6 separate regions of the Mus musculus genome follow, and all the other regions are linked to region 6. Evidence: chromatin contacts called from public Hi-C and promoter capture Hi-C data. All regions are on one chromosome and are shown on one strand. The core of a region is the stretch at or near the end of the contact, and the rest is flanking DNA. Distances in the headings are between cores, read along the strand shown. Region 1 holds the start of Tfap4 (transcription factor AP4). Region 2 holds the start of Pam16 (presequence translocase-asssociated motor 16 homolog (S. cerevisiae)). Region 3 holds the start of Glis2 (GLIS family zinc finger 2). Region 4 holds the start of Coro7 (coronin 7). Region 5 holds the start of Alg1 (asparagine-linked glycosylation 1 (beta-1,4-mannosyltransferase)). Region 6 holds the start of Nudt16l1 (nudix (nucleoside diphosphate linked moiety X)-type motif 16-like 1).

What was found. Promoter capture Hi-C pulls out the DNA fragments that hold promoters and counts their contacts. Hi-C and Micro-C count contacts between places; a contact is called where the count stands out from the background. Capture Hi-C pulls out chosen DNA fragments and counts their contacts.
Region 1: a contact with region 6 is called in a promoter capture Hi-C map of liver, with 4 times the contacts expected there. The contact joins the promoter of Tfap4 here to the promoter of Nudt16l1 in region 6. A contact is called at or near these places in 3 of 39 promoter capture datasets (liver, neutrophils and pre-B cells), 1 of 115 datasets of contacts at active chromatin or transcription factors (embryonic stem cells) and 2 of 9 other capture datasets (adipose tissue and liver).
Region 2: a promoter capture Hi-C map of pre-B cells shows a contact between it and region 6, with 5 times the contacts expected there. The contact joins the promoter of Pam16 here to the promoter of Nudt16l1 in region 6. A contact is called at or near these places in 11 of 39 promoter capture datasets (the 3T3-L1 cell line, the C10 cell line, cranial neural crest and 6 more), 1 of 15 datasets of contacts at CTCF or cohesin (large pre-B cells), 1 of 484 Hi-C or Micro-C datasets (embryonic stem cells), 4 of 115 datasets of contacts at active chromatin or transcription factors (bone marrow-derived macrophages, effector CD8 T cells, large pre-B cells and 1 more) and 4 of 9 other capture datasets (adipose tissue, liver, macrophages and 1 more).
Region 3: a promoter capture Hi-C map of neutrophils shows a contact between it and region 6, with 2.2 times the contacts expected there. The contact joins the promoter of Glis2 here to the promoter of Nudt16l1 in region 6. A contact is called at or near these places in 5 of 39 promoter capture datasets (the C10 cell line, cranial neural crest, frontonasal cranial neural crest and 2 more), 1 of 115 datasets of contacts at active chromatin or transcription factors (pancreatic cancer cells) and 2 of 9 other capture datasets (adipose tissue and pancreatic islet).
Region 4: a contact with region 6 is called in a promoter capture Hi-C map of adipose tissue. The contact joins the promoter of Coro7 here to the promoter of Nudt16l1 in region 6. A contact is called at or near these places in 12 of 39 promoter capture datasets (the 3T3-L1 cell line, the C10 cell line, HPC-7-derived erythroid cells and 8 more), 4 of 484 Hi-C or Micro-C datasets (CD4 T cells, CD8 T cells, nephron progenitors and 1 more), 10 of 115 datasets of contacts at active chromatin or transcription factors (the 230-238 cell line, the SCID.adh cell line, bone marrow-derived macrophages and 7 more) and 4 of 9 other capture datasets (adipose tissue, liver, macrophages and 1 more).
Region 5: a Hi-C map of CD8 T cells shows a contact between it and region 6, with 3 times the contacts expected there. The contact joins the promoter of Alg1 here to the promoter of Nudt16l1 in region 6. A contact is called at or near these places in 2 of 39 promoter capture datasets (cranial neural crest and pre-B cells), 3 of 484 Hi-C or Micro-C datasets (CD4 T cells, CD8 T cells and regulatory T cells), 2 of 115 datasets of contacts at active chromatin or transcription factors (microglia and pancreatic cancer cells) and 3 of 9 other capture datasets (adipose tissue, liver and pancreatic islet).

What each region holds. Positions count from the first base shown.
Region 1 is chr16:4,558,356-4,561,055 of GRCm38.p6, forward strand. Tfap4 (transcription factor AP4) reads right to left here and starts at 1,365. Exons shown (of 7, transcript NM_031182.2): 1 at 1,073-1,365. The coding sequence starts at 1,161.
Region 2 is chr16:4,623,655-4,626,354 of GRCm38.p6, forward strand. It overlaps Pam16 (presequence translocase-asssociated motor 16 homolog (S. cerevisiae)), which reads right to left and starts at 1,292. Exons shown (of 5, transcript NM_025571.1): 1 at 1,197-1,292. The coding sequence starts at 1,199. It also overlaps a transcript of Glis2 not described here.
Region 3 is chr16:4,593,186-4,595,997 of GRCm38.p6, forward strand. It overlaps Glis2 (GLIS family zinc finger 2), which reads left to right and starts at 1,528. Exons shown (of 7, transcript NM_031184.3): 1 at 1,528-1,750. It overlaps D330022H12Rik (a long non-coding RNA gene), which reads right to left and starts at 1,070. Exons shown (of 2, transcript XR_875867.3): 1 at 247-1,070.
Region 4 is chr16:4,678,289-4,680,988 of GRCm38.p6, forward strand. Coro7 (coronin 7) reads right to left here and starts at 1,432. Exons shown (of 28, transcript NM_030205.4): 1 at 1,264-1,432. The coding sequence starts at 1,323.
Region 5 is chr16:5,232,206-5,234,905 of GRCm38.p6, forward strand. Alg1 (asparagine-linked glycosylation 1 (beta-1,4-mannosyltransferase)) reads left to right here and starts at 1,416. Exons shown (of 13, transcript NM_145362.2): 1 at 1,416-1,652. The coding sequence starts at 1,445.
Region 6 is chr16:4,937,664-4,940,363 of GRCm38.p6, forward strand. It overlaps Nudt16l1 (nudix (nucleoside diphosphate linked moiety X)-type motif 16-like 1), which reads left to right and starts at 1,448. Exons shown (of 3, transcript NM_025839.4): 1 at 1,448-1,630; 2 at 1,715-1,975; 3 at 2,533-2,700. The coding sequence starts at 1,478. It overlaps Mgrn1 (mahogunin, ring finger 1), which reads left to right. Exons shown (of 17, transcript NM_029657.4): 17 at 1-633. It overlaps Gm16861 (predicted gene, 16861), which reads right to left and starts at 1,922. Exons shown (of 3, transcript NR_037666.1): 1 at 1,708-1,922; 2 at 1,205-1,501.

The sequences.
Region 1 (2,700 bases), core at 115-2,614, 380 kb before region 6:
GTGGATCTGGGGCAACCTAGGTAGGATCAAGCTCACTAAGGGGTATCTCAAGAGAGACCTCCGACCACCCACCCGACCAGGAGATTCAACGCTTTGCATTTATGACTGAGGAACAGAAGTGGGACAGCAAAGTTTGCAGACCCATATGCAACAGGAAGTAGACTAGAGCCCTGAAGCAACCTAAGACGCACCCTCATCAAAAGGCCTCCCCACCTGGCCTGCTTAGCCCACCTAGTTGGTTACGGCCGAGCTTTGTGCAAGTAAAGCGTGGCCCCGAAGCGCCTACAAGTCCCACAATGCAGCACCGACCCGGCATAGAGAACTACAGCTCCCGTGAGGTCGTGCGCGCAGAGGCCCGCCTACTCCAAGAGGGCTGCAGAGTCACGTCCAGGCCTCGCTAGTAAACAGCACCCGAGCGCGGGCGGAGAACGTGCGACTAGTGACTGCCAACGTGTGGGGGACCGCAACTTCCCTGCTTGAAGCATGGCCACTAAAGGTCCACGTACGCCTCGCAACCTCGAGCGAGCACGCCCCCAACCCTGCTGCAGCCCTGTTCTCTGCAAACGTTCACACCACCCGGCTCCCCGCCCCCCCTCCCCGCAGCCTGGAACCGCGGCATGGCAGCATTGTAGCTGTCCTCTCGCACACTCCGGGCCCCCCCCAAAACGACCTCCTTAGAAGAGGGTTCCCAGAAAGCGCGAGTAAGCAAGGAAAAGGAAGGAAGCCAAAGCTGGCGGGGGGAGGAGGAAGCGCTGGGTGAAAGCCACCAGCAGCAAGCATGGCCGGGACTGCTGCAGCACCACGTGGGTCTGTTTGCAATTTACAAACGTCGCGACTCGCCCGCCTGCAGCGGACAAAAGTGGACAGAACCTCTCGGGGTCCCCACGTTCCAAGGGAAGAGGGTCCCTAGGCAACGCAAGCAGGGTTCCAGAGACTGCAGCGGACCCAGTAGCTAAGAAAGGCGAGCGAGCTCGGAGGCGCGAGCCATGCGTGCGCACACGCGCACCCGCCCGGGCGGGCTGGCCGGGGGCTGCAATGGGAAGAAGGGGTTGGGGGGAGGAGCAGTACACACCTACAGAGCCCTCCTATCACTTCTTTCTCTGTTTTCCTGAAATGTTGCAAAGAGGGCACCTTCTGAGTGGGCACCATGAAATACTCCATAGCGATAGGCCCCCCTCCTGTGCACGAGCCAGGTCTCGCGGTCAGCCGGAGAATGCAAGATGGAAATCCGAATCAAAGGGCAGCGCCGGACGGAGGTGCAGAATCGGCCGGTCCCAGATGCTGGCGGCAGCAGCAGCAGCGGCGAGGGGAGGGAGGCGGGCGGGAGGGGCGGGCGGGAGGTCTCTCCAGCCTGCCTCCCCGGGCGTGTGTATGTGTGTGTGTGTGTGTGTGTGTGTGTGTGTGTGTGTTTGCAGCTGATCAGATGTCTGTTTCAAGGCGGGAAACAGCTGGTGAAAACTCAGCACTCCCCGGCCTCCTTCCGCGGAGTAAGGAATTGCATGTAAACAAAGGACTATTTGCAGCGCCCCCCCCAGGGCGACTGGATGCTGGGGCGAGAAGGGCGCAAGCTCCTTGGGACCGACTACTACATGGGTCTGCAGACTTAACCCTGGGATCAGGAATCAGGGGTCGACAGCTGGCTGTGGGGGGACACGATGTGAATGGAGTGAACAGCGGCCCAGCTACATGCGCCACTATGGGTGATGAGGTCCATCAGCTGACAGGTTGGCAAGCGTAGCTAAAAAGAAAAAAAAAAAAAAAAAAAAAAAAAAAAAGGCCAGCCCCACCGCACGGGATCCCAGTCTGTGCAGTCCAGGGTCCGGTGAGGACTGCCCAGTGCGGGGTCTTTGCGCACCGCTATCCTGGAGGACGCGCTGGGCGGGGCTGCAGCAGCAAAGGGAAGGCTCTTTTGGGTGTGTGCTTCAGGCTTTTGCATTTTCATAATTGCCACTGCACGGAGCGGAGCAGAGCCACTCTGGCGCGCTCCCTTTCGAGCCGACCCGGGCCCCCTGGAAACTTGCGTCATAGCCACTGTTTCCCACAAGTAACTTGGGGCTGACTCTGACCACCCGCCAGCCTCCTCCCTCCGTCTTTACCCAGGTGGCTGCCTGGCCCAAACTCTGACTGGTGCTAGGAAATTAGATTGCGAAGGGTACAGGCAGGTGCGCAAGGTACCTCGGATGTTTGGGGCTGCCATAGGAAGAGAGAGCAAGTGGGAAGGAAGGGAAGGGCGGAGGCAAGCCAGAACAGCAGCGGCCCTGAGGCAGGCTGCCAGCGCGGTCCGAATATCCATTAGAGGTCTGGTGGTGGCTGCCAGGTCCTGTCTTGCCTCTTTCACTACCTTACTTTCCGACTTCGCGCGCAGCGGGCTGCAGCTTCTCATTCATGGGGAAGGCGGGATAAAACTTGCTCCACCGCCAGAGGGCGCGCTCTACAATGGGGGGGGAGTGGTGGTCTGGGGCAAGGGAGGGGACGTTTTAGGGGTGAGCTTCCGTCCTCTGACACGCCCCCACCTTCCGGTCCCGGCCCTCCCCAGACTCCTGGAGGGCTTGGCCCCAGGCTCAGGAAGCCCACGCCTGCCTCGGAATGTCCTCGCTCCAGCTCAGCGCCTTTCCCAGACCCATTCGCTGCCTTCCAAGGTTCCACCCAAATCGAGCCTCTTAGTTGAAATACTTCTATTTATAACAATTGTTGGGTATT
Region 2 (2,700 bases), core at 42-2,541, 310 kb before region 6:
TTTCTCATCCTCTTTTGGATGAGAAATCCATCTGGGGATGGATTTAAGGCCTTTTACCTGTGGTGGGCAAGCACTGCAACACTGAGCTATACTCTCAGCCCTATGTACTAAAGTTGCCCTGGAACTCACAAATTCCTGATCTTCCTGGCCCAGCCTTTCAAGTGCTGGGTTTACAAGTATAAGCCTTACACGAGCAGCTGAGGTAAGTTCAAGGTGGAATGTGGAGAATGCACGCTAAAGACCGAGTTCCACGAGGAACCAACAAAGGTTCTTACTAAATGGCAGCGACCTAATTACAAGGAATAATATAGTGGCAAATGTTTAGTCTCAGAACAGAACACGAACAAAGCTGGGGCCAAACTGACTCTTGTGGGAAAGATGAGCTTGGAAAAGTCAAATTCTCTGAGCTTCAAATCCCTTAAATTAAAATGGGGACGATTGAGAAGGCTTAAATGACAATCTACATAAAGCTTCAGCTCCAGACAACGCATTGTGAGCGGTTAACTACTACCTACTTTCCCATGGTCAAGGAAGATGCTCCCAGCTGGGTGAGATGGCGCACACCTTTACTGCCAGCCCTTGGGAGCCAGAGGCAGAGACAAAAGGATCTCAGTGAGTTTAAAGCCAGCTTGAGCACATAGGGCGTTCCGGGCGAGCCACACTATCTATATACATAGTGGTACTTAGTCTCAAACAAACAGATAAATAGGCTTCCCTAACCTTCCAATCACTTAGGGGCAAATCTCAAGAACCTGCGGGCAACTTTCAGGTGCCAATGGTGCCAAAACGCTCAGCCTTTCTGGTTTCAATTCTAGCAAGTCTCAGGTCTACCACTTCCTTGGATGAGCCAACTGTCAAACGCGGTTAAAAGCCAAGCGACACAACACCAATATCGCCGAGTCCTGCCACTCAGGAGCCGGCCCAGTCAACGACCGTCTCCTCCCACTGCCCACAGCGGACCGCGCACGCCGAGGCAGGGAACGCACAGGCCGGGATTGGCCGGGAGCTTTCCGCCAACCGAGCCTCGATTCCCCGGTCCGCGGTCGTCACTGCCCGGGCACCAACGACCGACCGGGCGCCACGCTACAGACTCTGCTTCCTGTGAGGAACCCGGGGGGCTCACGGCATCAGGACCAGAGCCCGCTGCTGGACTCCGATTTGACCTCCCTTCCCGAACACCCCATCCCGGGCCTCACCATGGCGGACGCTCCACTTTAGGGGGACGGGTGCCGCTTCCCGACCCAGTGGGACCAGCTCAAGGGTTGCTGGTGGGTCAGAGGTCAAGGGAGACCGGAGAGCGCGTGCGCAAGGACGCGACGCGTTTCCAGAGGCGTGACTCTCGCGGCACCGCGCATGTGGGCGGAGCCTGCCTCGGGGCCAGAGGACCAGTGGGCGGCCCCAGACTTGGTGCAGTTTGGTGGCCTTCCCTTCATTTTCCCAAAACACTTAGGAAGAAGCTATCATATGAAATAAACCAGAGTATAATAGGGTTGGATGTTAAAATCGCTAGAATATTTAAGAGAACCAGGTATTTCAAAATAGGATTTATTTCACATTGCCCCTTCTGGTGAAGCTCTTTCCTAGACGCCTGAGGAACTGTTTCTGCCCATGTTCAGTCAACTTTGTAATCTAATGCCATCTCCTCAGTGAGGGCCACCAAGTCCCCTACTACAGTGGCATGCCCAGCACGCTGTCCTGATTTCAAAGGTCTGAGGTGTCCTTTAAACATCAGATGCTTAGTTTATTCTTTTCTGATTTTTGTTTGTTTTGTTTTTTTTGAGACAGGGTTTCTCTGTGTAACTCTGGCTGTCCTGGAACTCACTCTGTAGACCAGGCTGGCCTTGAATTCATTGCATTCTGCCTGTCTCTGCCTCCTGAGTGCTGGTATCAAAAGGCGTGCGCCACCACTGCCCAGCTGCTTCTGGAATCTTTATGCCAGGTTTGGTCTCTAGTCAAGCTTCTTTGCTTGGTTTGCAAAGGCTTCTCGTCAAGTCCTCACAAGACCTTCTCTGGTCTGTGTGTCTGTGTGTTGGGACAGTTCCATCAAGACAGCCGTAATTCACACACCAAGCAGTTCCACCTTTTGGAGTGTACAGTTCAGTTTTGCCATGACCAACATCCAGATCAGACCAGTTCTTGCCCAGCAGCCACGCACGTCCCTACTTTGAAATCTACTCATCTGTACTTTGTGTCTGGGTTTCTCCTCAACAGTCCACAGACTCAGAATCGGAACAACACATGGTCTTGTGACTCCATTATCATTTCATGCTTCCTTTTTTCCCCTTAGTTCTCAATTTGTGCATCTTAACTCCTTTGGCAAATTTCTACCTCCAGAAATATTTACATTGTGATATATAACAGTACCAAAACTACAGTTATGAAGTAGCAATGAAAGTATTTTTTATGATTGGGGTTCACAACATGAGGAACTGTATCAAAGGGCTGCAGCATTAGGAAGGATGAGAGACACTGCTCTATGACATAATTCTTCTTTTTTTTTTTAACATTTATTATCATTGCTATGTCTCCTACTAGAGTAGGCACTCACAGTGAGCAGGACATTTATGCCTTTACTCCTAGCTATCAAGCACCGGGACGGCTGCCTGGCATGGGTACTCATGTATGTTTGGTGAATGGCCTTAAGTCAGATGCCTCTAGACTAGTGGTTCTCAACTCTCCTAACCCTTTAACATAGTTCCT
Region 3 (2,812 bases), core at 278-2,777, 340 kb before region 6:
ATATTTAACCCGGCAGCACTGCGACATTATCCACACAGGGGAAATGGGGGTGGGGGGGCATTATCCCCGCCTTACTCCTGGTGAACCGACCTCTTCCTAAATCCCTTTCATGTATTAAAAGATCATAAGAATCTAATATGTGTCTTCGTTCAAACCGAAGCACCCATCATGACTACATAATCAGTTAAGAGCACTGACTACGTATCCATTTGATCACCACATCAGGAGCACCAATTATGTGCCTACCTTCGCACCAGACCAGGAGCGTGTGCCAAGAGCAGTGCCTGGGAATGGGGATGCCCCATGATCAAGATTCATGTCTTGATGTGGCTCTGGCGCAGACCGAGGCATCAAATGCCCGAATAACAGATTTCCAACCCGGAGTCAGTACTTCACCTACTGGTGATGCTGACTTTGAAGTGCCTTTTCGTTTCCTGAGTTCAAGTCCAACTTCGGATCAGGAGGGCTGTCTTTTTGAACTGAGATTTGTCACCAGACAGGTAAAAAGATATTAGGCGTGGACTCAAGACTCGCCCAAAGAAAACACTAAAGAACGCCAAGTCTGAGCTTCCCAGGAAAAGGTGGGAAACAGCTTGGCTGCGGTGTGCAAGCGTTACTGACTTACATCCACTTTTCAGTGACCAACTCATTGAACTTACTGACGCCAAGTGCGATGACCCCGGCGGCGCTCAGATTAGGGGACCCAGGTTGTCCAGGCGGATGTCACCAAGATAACGGAATCCTGGATTGGTTGTGCCAGGCCTTGTGCTTATTTCACCAGGAGGGCAACTGAGGCTGAAGACAAGGCAAAGCTGGAAGAGAGAAGCGTGGCCTCGAACCTGTCGGAATTGAAAGGCCTTTGCCTGCGCGGTCCTGGATCTGGACTGGGCGGGGAAATCAGGGCCTTCCAAGAGGCATTTCTATCACCTCCGCGGCAGCCAAGGGCCGCGGGGGCCCTGGCCAAGGTGACCCCGCAGGGGGAGGCGAGGGTCCCCGCCCCTCGCCCGCTGCGGCCGCCTCCATCTTCCCGGTCCTTGGGGCTTTTCCTCCTGGCCGGTTCGCCCGCCCCTCTCCCAGGCTTCCCCCAGGGGCGGGATATCTCGCCCTGCCCCCCGCCCCCCAGGCCTTGTCCTAGCGCTGCCCTCGGGCTGGGGGCGGGACCGCGGCAGGCGGGGATGGGGGGGGGGGGAGTCGAGGAGGACGCGCGTCTCTGCCGTGGCGGGGCTCCCTCCTTCGCTCCCCCTTCCCTCCGGTGCCCGCTCCTGCGGCCGTCCGCTCTCCTCCCCTCCCCGGGCCCAGCCTCCCCCCACCCCCACCCTCCACCCCCCGCGCACGCTCCGTCTGGCAGCTGGCGCTCCGGGCCTGGGGCCGCAGTAGTGAGAGGGGTTTGTAGGGAGGGCGGGAGCGAGCGAGCGAGCCGCGAGGGAGGGAGGGAGGGAGGCCGCCCCCCGCGCCCCTCCTCTTCGCCCTCCTCCAAGGCCGCCAGTCCCTCCTCCCACCCCCTCCCTCCTCTCCTCTCCTCCCTCCCTTGCAAAGACATCCCCGCACAGCCCGGCCGCCGCGGCCACCTTCCCTGCCCCGAGCTGCAGATGTGGCGGAGCGGCCGGGTGCCGCGCGGCGCCAGGGGAGCCCGTGCCCCGTAAGCCTCGCGCCCCGGCCCCCGCCCGCCCCGGCCCTCCCCCTCGCCCGCTCCCCGCTGCCCCAGGACCGCCGGAACCCGCAGCCGGAGCCAGTCAGCCCGGCAGCCGAGGTAGGAAGCCCCCGGGCGTCGCGCCGGGAGGACGCGGGCTGGGCCAGGGACTTGCCTGGTGCGCGGGGCAGCGTAACCAGAGGGTCGCCTCCCCCTCCCGCGTCCGCGCCTTGCTCCGGGCCATTGTGAGCCCTCGCTGAGGCCCCTGCGCTCGTTGGTTTTGCGCTCTCCCTTTCTCGCCGGCTCCCTGGCTGGGTCCTTCGATTTCACCGTCTTTTTTCTCTTTCCTTCCCTCCTTCTGTTTGGGGGCCGAGCTGAACTGTGGCCCGGCCCGGGGCGGGCGCAAACTTCACTGGGGAAGTTGGGCGTCTTCAGTAGGGGTGCTCTGCGAGGTGAGAGGGGGCCACCCGAAGCCTGGGCATGAAGTTGTATGGGGCATCTGGCAGCCACCTTTGCTCACCGGTGAGCTCGGGTTATTTGGAAGGTACCCTCCCTTTCTGGGTAAAGTCCTGCTCTCACTACCCTTAACAAGCCTTGGGGGAGGCAGAGAGGGGGGCGTCCCTTGATTCAGCACTAGGAGTTGGAATATTGTGTAGCCTTTGGTCCACTCCTGAAGGGTGGATGGAAGCAGGTGAGGGACCTGGCTGGATGGAGAGGGTGAGTGATTGCATCCTCAGGATGGGTCTGGAAAAGAGGTGACGAGGCAGGTGCATCCCCCTCCTACCAGGATGATGCTTGCACCTCCCCGCAGGCCCCCTAGGATGGGGCTGGAATCCAGGCTGGCACCTGGACGCCTTGGCACACTGCCCTACCCAGTGGGATACTCAGGCCACAGCAGGGCAGCATGCTGCCTGTCTGCCTACCCAGGAGGGCCCGCCCAGCCCAGCCAGAGGGTGGCGGGGAAGCACTGGTTGCAGGGAGTTGCCCAGCCCTGCCCTGGGGCCTGGGAAGCTGGAAGGGATGCTGGGAGGAGCCCTGGGCCCCCAGCCATCAGGGCCCAAGATCTTGGCTCTAGAGGGAATGCTTGACACCAAGGGGGCAGTCAGGCTAGCCAGTGGCCCTACCAAGACTTGAGCTCCCATGGGTCTGGCCAGGGCTAGGGCCTGCGTCTTGGGCTTCGGT
Region 4 (2,700 bases), core at 182-2,681, 260 kb before region 6:
TCAACTTCTTCCTCTGAAGGGCTGCCCTGTAACTCATCTGTCACCAGCTTTGCCTGGCTAATGGCCTCTGTCCACCCTGGGTTCACTTTCTTTTTTTCTTTTTTCTTTTTTTGGTTTTTCGAGTCAGGGATTCTCTGTGTAGCCCTGGCTGCCCTGGAACTCACTCTGTAGACCAGGCTGGCCTCGAACTCAGAAATCTGCCTGCCAAGTGCTAGGATTAAAGGCCTGCACCACCACCGCCCGGCCACTTTCTTTTTCTTTACTGGCTTTTTTTCTTCTCACCCTTCTGGCCTCTGTTGAAATCCACCCACCTGGGCACTGTCCTCCACAATACTATTACGTTCAACTCTACTTCACTTCTTTACATCACAGCCCACCACATACCCCCGGGTGTTCTGATTCTTCAGTGGATTTATATTGTGCTTGCTGACCAGAGGCTGTTAAGTTCCACAGAGAAGGGGAAATGTCACAATGTTCACTGTTTTAGAGAGCTGAGCAGCACACAATAGGTACAGAAAGGCTAACTGTCCAGAGAATGAAAATGGAGCACGGTTGTCCTAACTTGCTTTGGGACACTAGAGGTCCAAATAACACAGGGGGAGAAAGGCCAGTGCCTCACCGAGTGGAGTGTCCTTCTTGACACTCCATCTGGGATCCACCTGCTCTAGGCTTCTCCAGGCCCCAACAACCGCTAGTATCATCACCCCAGTAAAGGAAGAGCTTGCACCAGTAGACAAGGAAGAGTGGCAGAAACTCGAGGGAGGAAGCCTGCCTGGCCCCAGGGGCTCCCTCTCCAGATGATACCTTCCCTCTCACTGAGACCACAAGAAAGAGATGCATCTCTCCCACAGCCCGGCCGGCCCGGAGCAGGGGTGATCCTAGACTGCTGGAAGGGGGAGACCGGCGTCGACAGTTTCCCAGCCAGGTTCCCAGCAAGGCCGACCGGAAACAGAGGCCTGTTCGCGTCTGGGAGTGCTGCGAGGCCTCCTGGGGTAACAGGGGGAGGCGAACCGGCCAGGCCGACCTCCGGGATCACCCAACTACTAGGGCGCGTCATCAGACCTCCGGACTCTGTCCTCTGAGCAGTGAAGGGGCGGCCTGAACTCTAGGGTTCATCTAAAGGGAGAAGTTCCGGGTGGACAGATGGGGCGAGGTGGGGTGAGGGTCTTCACAACCCAGAGTGTGCACTGCACAGGCAGGCACTGGGAATGGCAGTCCTCCGGGACCAGAAGCCAGGGAGTGGGGTCCACTGGCCGGGCTCACCTCTCGGCGGGACGGCCGGGCCTCCATATGCCGAAACTTGGACACCTTGAAGCGACTCATGGCAGCTGGGACAGAGCAAGCTCAGGCTGGAGAACGAGGGTCGTCAGGTACTAGGTGAATGAAGAGAAGCCGCCCTGGACTCTTGCAGCCTGCCGCCTCAGCAGCCTGCAGCCTGGTGCCACGCCCTTATTGATGACAACCAATCGGAAGCTCCTGCGGCCTGCCTAGGCACGCCCCCACGTCACCCTTCTTCAGCGCGACGGCCTTCAGCCCCGCCTTCTTCAGAGGCCAGGACGACCTGAGAAGTCACGCCCTGATGCCTGGGGGACTACTGCACTGGTCGGAGGTCATGTGAGCCGCAGCTGTCCTACCGAAGGAACCACACTTCAATTGCTGCAGGATTAGACTTGCAATACTGGTCCCTGAGGTTTTACAATGACCTGAGAAATAGCAGGACAGAATTAACTAGACTAAAACTGGGAATAATCCCCGCGACCCATAAAAGATAAGAACCACTGAGACTCAATCTTTCTCTCTCTCAATCTCTCTCTCTCTCCCTCCCTCCCTCCCACCTCTTGTCTCCCCTTCCCTCCCTTTCTACCCCTTTGTTTTGAGTTTTATTTTTATTTTATTTTATTTTTGTTTATTTATTTATTTATTTATTTTGAGACAGGGTTTCTCTGTGTAGTCCTGGCTGTCCTAGAATTCACTCTGTAGACCAGGCTGGCCTCAAACTCAGAAATCCCCCTGCCTCTTCCTCCCAAGTCCTGGGACTAAAGATGTGCACCATCACTGCCCAGCCAAAAATACACATTTTATAATGCAATTTTTTTCATACTAGAGTGTATGATGATAATGACCAAGTGATATATAGCTTTATTCTCAATATCTGTGAGCATCAATTTTCCCTTAAAAATGATTTTAGCTGTGGATTGTAGCTCAGTTGGTAGAGTGTTTGCCAGGCATGTATGAAGCCCTGGGTGCCATCCCCAGCACAGTGACATAGTCCTATAGTCCCAGCATTCAGGAGGAAGATCAGAAGTTCAAGGTCAGCTTGGTTTACATAGTTCGGGACTATATAGTGAGAACCTGCCCAAAAAGAAAAAAAAGAAAAAGAAAAAAGAAAGAAAAGAAAAGAAAAGGGAGAAAGAAGGCAGGGTTGGGAAAATGGCTCAGTGGGTAATTATGCTTGCTCTTGGTTAGACTTGTTGGATCCCCTGGCCTTGTGAAGTGTCTTAAACTGCCACATGGGTGCTGGGAATCAGACTTGGGTCTTCTTCGAAAATAAGGAGAAACAAGTACTCTTGACTGCTGGGACATTTACTTTTGTTCACCTGTCTATCCCTGCCTACTCATCTGTGTGCACACAATGTTGGGGTCCAGGAATTGCCTCACAAATCACACAGACATTGATCTCGGTCAGACCAGGATGGTTTA
Region 5 (2,700 bases), core at 166-2,665, 290 kb after region 6:
CCTTCCTTCCTTCCTTCCTTCCTTCCTTCCTTCCTTCTTCCCTCCCTCCCTCCCTTCCTCCCTCCCTTCCTTCTTTCCCTTCCTTTCTTTCTCTATAACCCATTGTCTATTCGTCTCTCCCTAAACTTGAGTCTCCTTTTTCTCCTTATAAGCTGAAAGCCAACAAGCTTTAGTGAGCTTTCTGTTTCTGCCCCTCACAGCTGAGATTATAGGTTTTGTGGTGACATCCAGCTTGTTACATGGGTGTCAGGATTTGAACTCCTGTCATGATTGCAAGTAAGAGCTCTTAACTGCTGAGTCATTTATCCAGCCCCTTATTTTTTTGAGTTCTTGTCATAAGCTGCCCAGGCAGGTCTTGAACTCTCTATGGAGTCGAGGATGACCTTGGCTTCTCCTCCACAGTGCCAGAATTACAGGCTATACTATGCCTGCTTCCTCTCTTTTGTATTTGAATTGTTGTATTCAATGTGCATGCATCTTAACAAATGAAGAGATAAACATTTTGCTTAATAAATTTTCTCACTGGAAGGCACCTCTGCTAAAGAGCCAGAGGCCCTATGGTCTCTTGCCTTCTACCAACAAAGATCGGTTTCCATGTGTAGCCATGATCTTGTTTATACATTCACTTCTCAGGGAATGGCCTCTTTCCTCAACAAAACTAGGAAATTCATCCAAATTGTTTTTATTTATTTAGTGTACAAGGGAGGTGCTGTGTGTGTCACAGCAGGAGCGTGGAAGTCAGAGGATGTAGAGAGTTGATTCTCTCCTTCCTGAGATGGTACCCTACTTTAGCATCAAACACCTTTACCTGAAGAAAACTCATCAGCCTCTCATCTAAAATTTAATCTCTCTTGTTAGATTATTAAAGGCAGCTACTGAGAGAGTAGATAAAAGAGGCTGGGTCTGATCATAGCCGAGACAAGTTCATGTACGGTGAGGGTACATTTTTGTGTAGATGGCTAAGATACTCACAGAAGATGAGATATGGCCTCCTATAGGGGTAGAAATGACTTCACAGTCCGTAAGGGAAGCTGAGAAGTGTACTCTAGCAGCAGGTAATCATTATCATCATTATTATAGTTTGAAATTTATCTTAGCGGTCTTTAAAAGAAGTTCTTAGACTCCAATAAAGGTACAGCTTTACTTTCACAGGGGAAAACACACTTCAGAGAACTTGGCATGGCTAAGTCCATTCTTGGGCTCCTTAAGTAACTCTTCAAAGGCCTCCTACCCTTTCCAGGCCCCGCCCCCCCGTTCAGAGCCCGCCCCCATCTTCCAAATTCTCTTTCCTTTTCTCCCAGACCTCGCCTTATCCAAGGCTCCGCCTCCTCCTTCGTAAAGAGGCGATTTCATAATCACCTCCCCCTGGGCAGGGTCTGGGGTGTGCGCTTGCGCATAGCGAGGCTTCCGGGCCCGGTCACGTGCTCGGCGCCGGCCGGCCAAGATGGCAGCGTCCTGCGTGGCGCTGCTGGTTCTGGCGCTGCTGTTGCTGGTGCTGCTGCTGGGCTTGTGGAAGCGTGGGCGGCAAACGGGCAGGGCCCGGCACATGGTCGTCGTGGTGCTGGGCGACGTGGGCCGCAGCCCCCGCATGCAGTACCACGCGCTGTCATTGGCCCAGAGCGGCTTTTCGGTGACGCTGCTGGGGTTCTACAGTGAGTGGCGGGGACCTGAGAGGGAGGCTCAATCAGGAGCCTTGACTCTCCCTGTTTTGGGACAGAGGCGGGAGCAGCTGTGCTCCTCTCCTGCCTGTTCTGGTCTGGACCGCTGTTTTCTGGTGTCTGGGAGCAGCGGGCGTCAGTCGCCGTTTACCATACGTGAGGACTACAAATAGATCGGTTGCAAAAGTGTCTGTCACTTGCTTTGTTTAGGTAGTGCACAGACAGGCTGCAACCCTGGTGTGTGAGACCTTAGTGCTGGTCACCACTTCCTCATGCTGCCTTTGTCACTGAGTTGGCAGGCTGAATGTTTCTTCACATCCCTTGTCCAGCCGCAGAGCTTTTCTTGCTGTGGATGGTTCTCTTGTCCCCTAAGGTGTAGGCAGAGGTGTCCACTCCCTCATCATGTCCACGTGGATGATTTTTCAGGGGTTCACTCTTACTATGCAGCCTCTAGCTGGTTTGGATCTCACTATGTAGGCCAGAGTGTCCTTGAACTCACAGAGATCCACTTGCTACTGCCTTTAGAGTGTTGGGATTAAAGGCATGCACTTTAGTAGCCCCTCAGGTATCCAACCTTTTGACACAGTCATATGAAATCTGCTAGCATGTTGGGGACATTCATAACTATCCTCGAACACGTGCTGGGCACCTCAAATTGGATCTGCGAACTTGGGGGTGGCCCAGCTCTATCTAAGGGAAAGTGGAAATAGCCCTTATTGGTCCCCGTGTGGAGTGCTATCCTAGGGCAGACTGCCATCCAGGAGTTCTACTCTTTATCAGTTAAATTGGGTCCCTATTGCATGCCAGTCATCAGGTTAAATTAAGTAGGTATGATGAATGCCCTTCGAGGGTATTCTATAGAAGAACACAAAGTGACCTCATTTTCTATTCTGGGTACTGGGGACCTGTGAGGTTTTGATAGGTGTTATTTTCCTTCCACCTTGTTTACTTGAGATGGGCATGCTTTGTAGCACATGCTGGCTTTGAACACTTTATCCTGCCTTATCCTTCCAAGTACTGGAATTACAGATGTGAAGGAACA
Region 6 (2,700 bases), core at 198-2,697:
GCGGTTTGTGCTTGCAGGGCAGCACTGCCCACCACCTGCCAGGGAGGAGCCTGAGCAGCTTCCATAGCAGATCCGTTGCCAGTTACCTGGCCTGTAAGCTTCTTACTGATTGATTGTCTAAGGCTCCTGTCAGAGCCCACCTAGAAGCAGGCTCCTAGTGATACTTTGTTTCCAAGGCAGAAGTGGCCCATGAGTGGCCCCAGAGCAGAGGTGCCCCAGGCAGTGCAGCTCCCTGGTGGGTTGGTAGAGGGACCTCAGCTTAAGGAACTGCCCTGCCACTCACCCAGGTGACAGCCTGTAGCAGTGCATGGAGACCCCTTTAGGCTCAGGGCTGCTCGAGCTCTGACTCTAACCCTGCTCCTTCCTAGCACAGCTCTGCACATCCATCTCTCTCTCTTGCTGAATGCACATATGTGCACACATGTCAGCATGTGCATGCTCACTCCCCCACTTCTCACCTGCCAACATCCTGGCCTCTGGCCGTGGCACTGGTGCCAGTACTTTGAAAGATGGGGTGCAGCCTACACACTTACCTGTCTCAGACTCACATGTACTATCATCTGATGTACTCTGATTGGCTAGTTTGGGTTCATTTTTACTGTATATTTATAGTAATAAAATCATGCAGCAATATTCTATGTGTGCCTTTGTTCTGGCACAGCACTATGTAGGCAGCAGCATTGTTGGCTTTTGGTGTAGTGACAGGACACTAGAGTGGTTTCTGGCAGAACTCCTGACAGGTTTTGTTGCTGCCTTCATTTGCTTGTGTGAGAGGGGCAGTGAGTGCCCCCTCCAAACATAGACAATGGTTTATTGCTATTTTGTTGCTTGCTGTGTCTGAAACTGGACTTGGAATTTGGCTCACCTCCACTGGGCAATTGATGAATCTTAGCCTCTAGGTGGGCAGGTGGTCCTAGTTCTTATACCCATCCCAACTCCTGTGATGTTTACTGAACATTAATCAATGTGCCAGAGAGGGGCAAAGCATAAGTAAGGCTTAGGTCCCCTGTCACTTGAGCTGGAGTCACTTAGACATTTAAGTTTTTTAAGGCATGATTTCATAGGCAGTGGAGCCACAAGCTCTGGGTGAAGCTCAGGGGAAAACCAGCCCCCTCATGGATGAGGTGGATATTGAGACTTCAGATGCCCTCTCAGGGATGTTCGGGACTGGAGACTGACACGTCTTGATAATCAGTGTACCTACCTGCTTAGGACAACCTGGTCTCCGTGCGGTGCGTCTTGGTAGCTGTAGTTTTCTGGTGGTTGTGGGGTCTCCTCTGCAACTTGGAGGGTGGCGAACTACATAACTCCACCCCCACCCCACCCCGCCTCCGCCAGGGTCTTTCCTGGGTTCAACCCCAGAAGCACAGGACTGGTGGAGGCGGGCTTTATGCACGTGGAAGCACGAGGATTGGGTCTGGTGTTGTGGGCGGGGTCGCGCATGCTCGTTTGGGCAGTGGGCCTGGAGCACATCAAGATGTCGACCACGACGGTTCCGGAGCTGAAACAGATCAGTCGGGAGGAAGCAATGCGCTTGGGGCCCGGCTGGAGTCATTCATGCCACGCCATGCTATACGCCGCCAACCCCGGGCAGCTTTTCGGACGTATCCCCATGCGTTTCTCAGTGCTGGTGAGGAGCTGGGCGGGCAAGCAGGGCGGATACAGGCTTGGGACGCCCAGTGGACCCCACGTCCTGACCAAGCTTACCTTGCAGATGCAGATGCGCTTCGACGGGCTGCTAGGCTTTCCCGGGGGTTTCGTGGACCGGCGCTTCTGGTCGCTGGAGGATGGCTTGAATCGGGTGCTGGGCCTGGGCCTGGGCGGCCTACGCCTTACCGAAGCTGATTACCTGAGTTCACACCTGACTGAGGGTCCACACCGTGTGGTGGCACATCTGTACGCACGGCAGCTGACATTGGAACAACTGCATGCTGTGGAGATCAGCGCTGTGCACTCACGGGACCACGGTCTGGAGGTGGGGCTACTGCCTGGGGCCCGCCCCCATTCCCACTCCTGAGGTTTGGCTCTGGCACCACAGAAGGCACCTTGGGTAACAAGTACCCCTCAGGGTCCTCACCCTGGCTATGCTGGGTGGGAAAAGGGACTTGGGATCTGGATCATGGGCTGTTTTCATTTGCCTTGTCTGCCATTGTCAATCCTGGGAGTGGGGCTTGGGGTCACTGGAAGGGATGAACAGGGCCTGCTTGGGAAATTGAGACCAAAAAGACCGGGTTGCATGCAGTGTTTGGGATTATCTCCTGAGAGGAAATTGGGGGATTTGTAGATTCTGTGGTCTAAGGGGCATGGAGTGAAACCAGGGATCATGGGGGTTGCTGCCAGACAGGGTGGGGAGTGCATAGGATTGACCTTGGAACTTGGAGAGAAGGCACTTTACTGCCACCAGCCTGGCCTGGCCAGACCCTGCCTGGGTCTCCCCTGTTTCTTTGGCAAACTGGTGGCTGACAGGCATCTCTGCCAGGGTCCTGCCTCTACAAGAAGAGCCCAGCCCCACTCATGCCCTCTGTCCCACAGGTCCTGGGCCTTGTACGGGTCCCACTGTACACACAGAAGGATCGAGTAGGCGGCTTTCCTAACTTTCTGAGCAACGCCTTCGTCAGCACTGCCAAATATCAACTTCTATTTGCCCTTAAGGTACTCAACATGATGCCCTCGGAAAAGCTGGCCGAGGCCTTGGCCTCA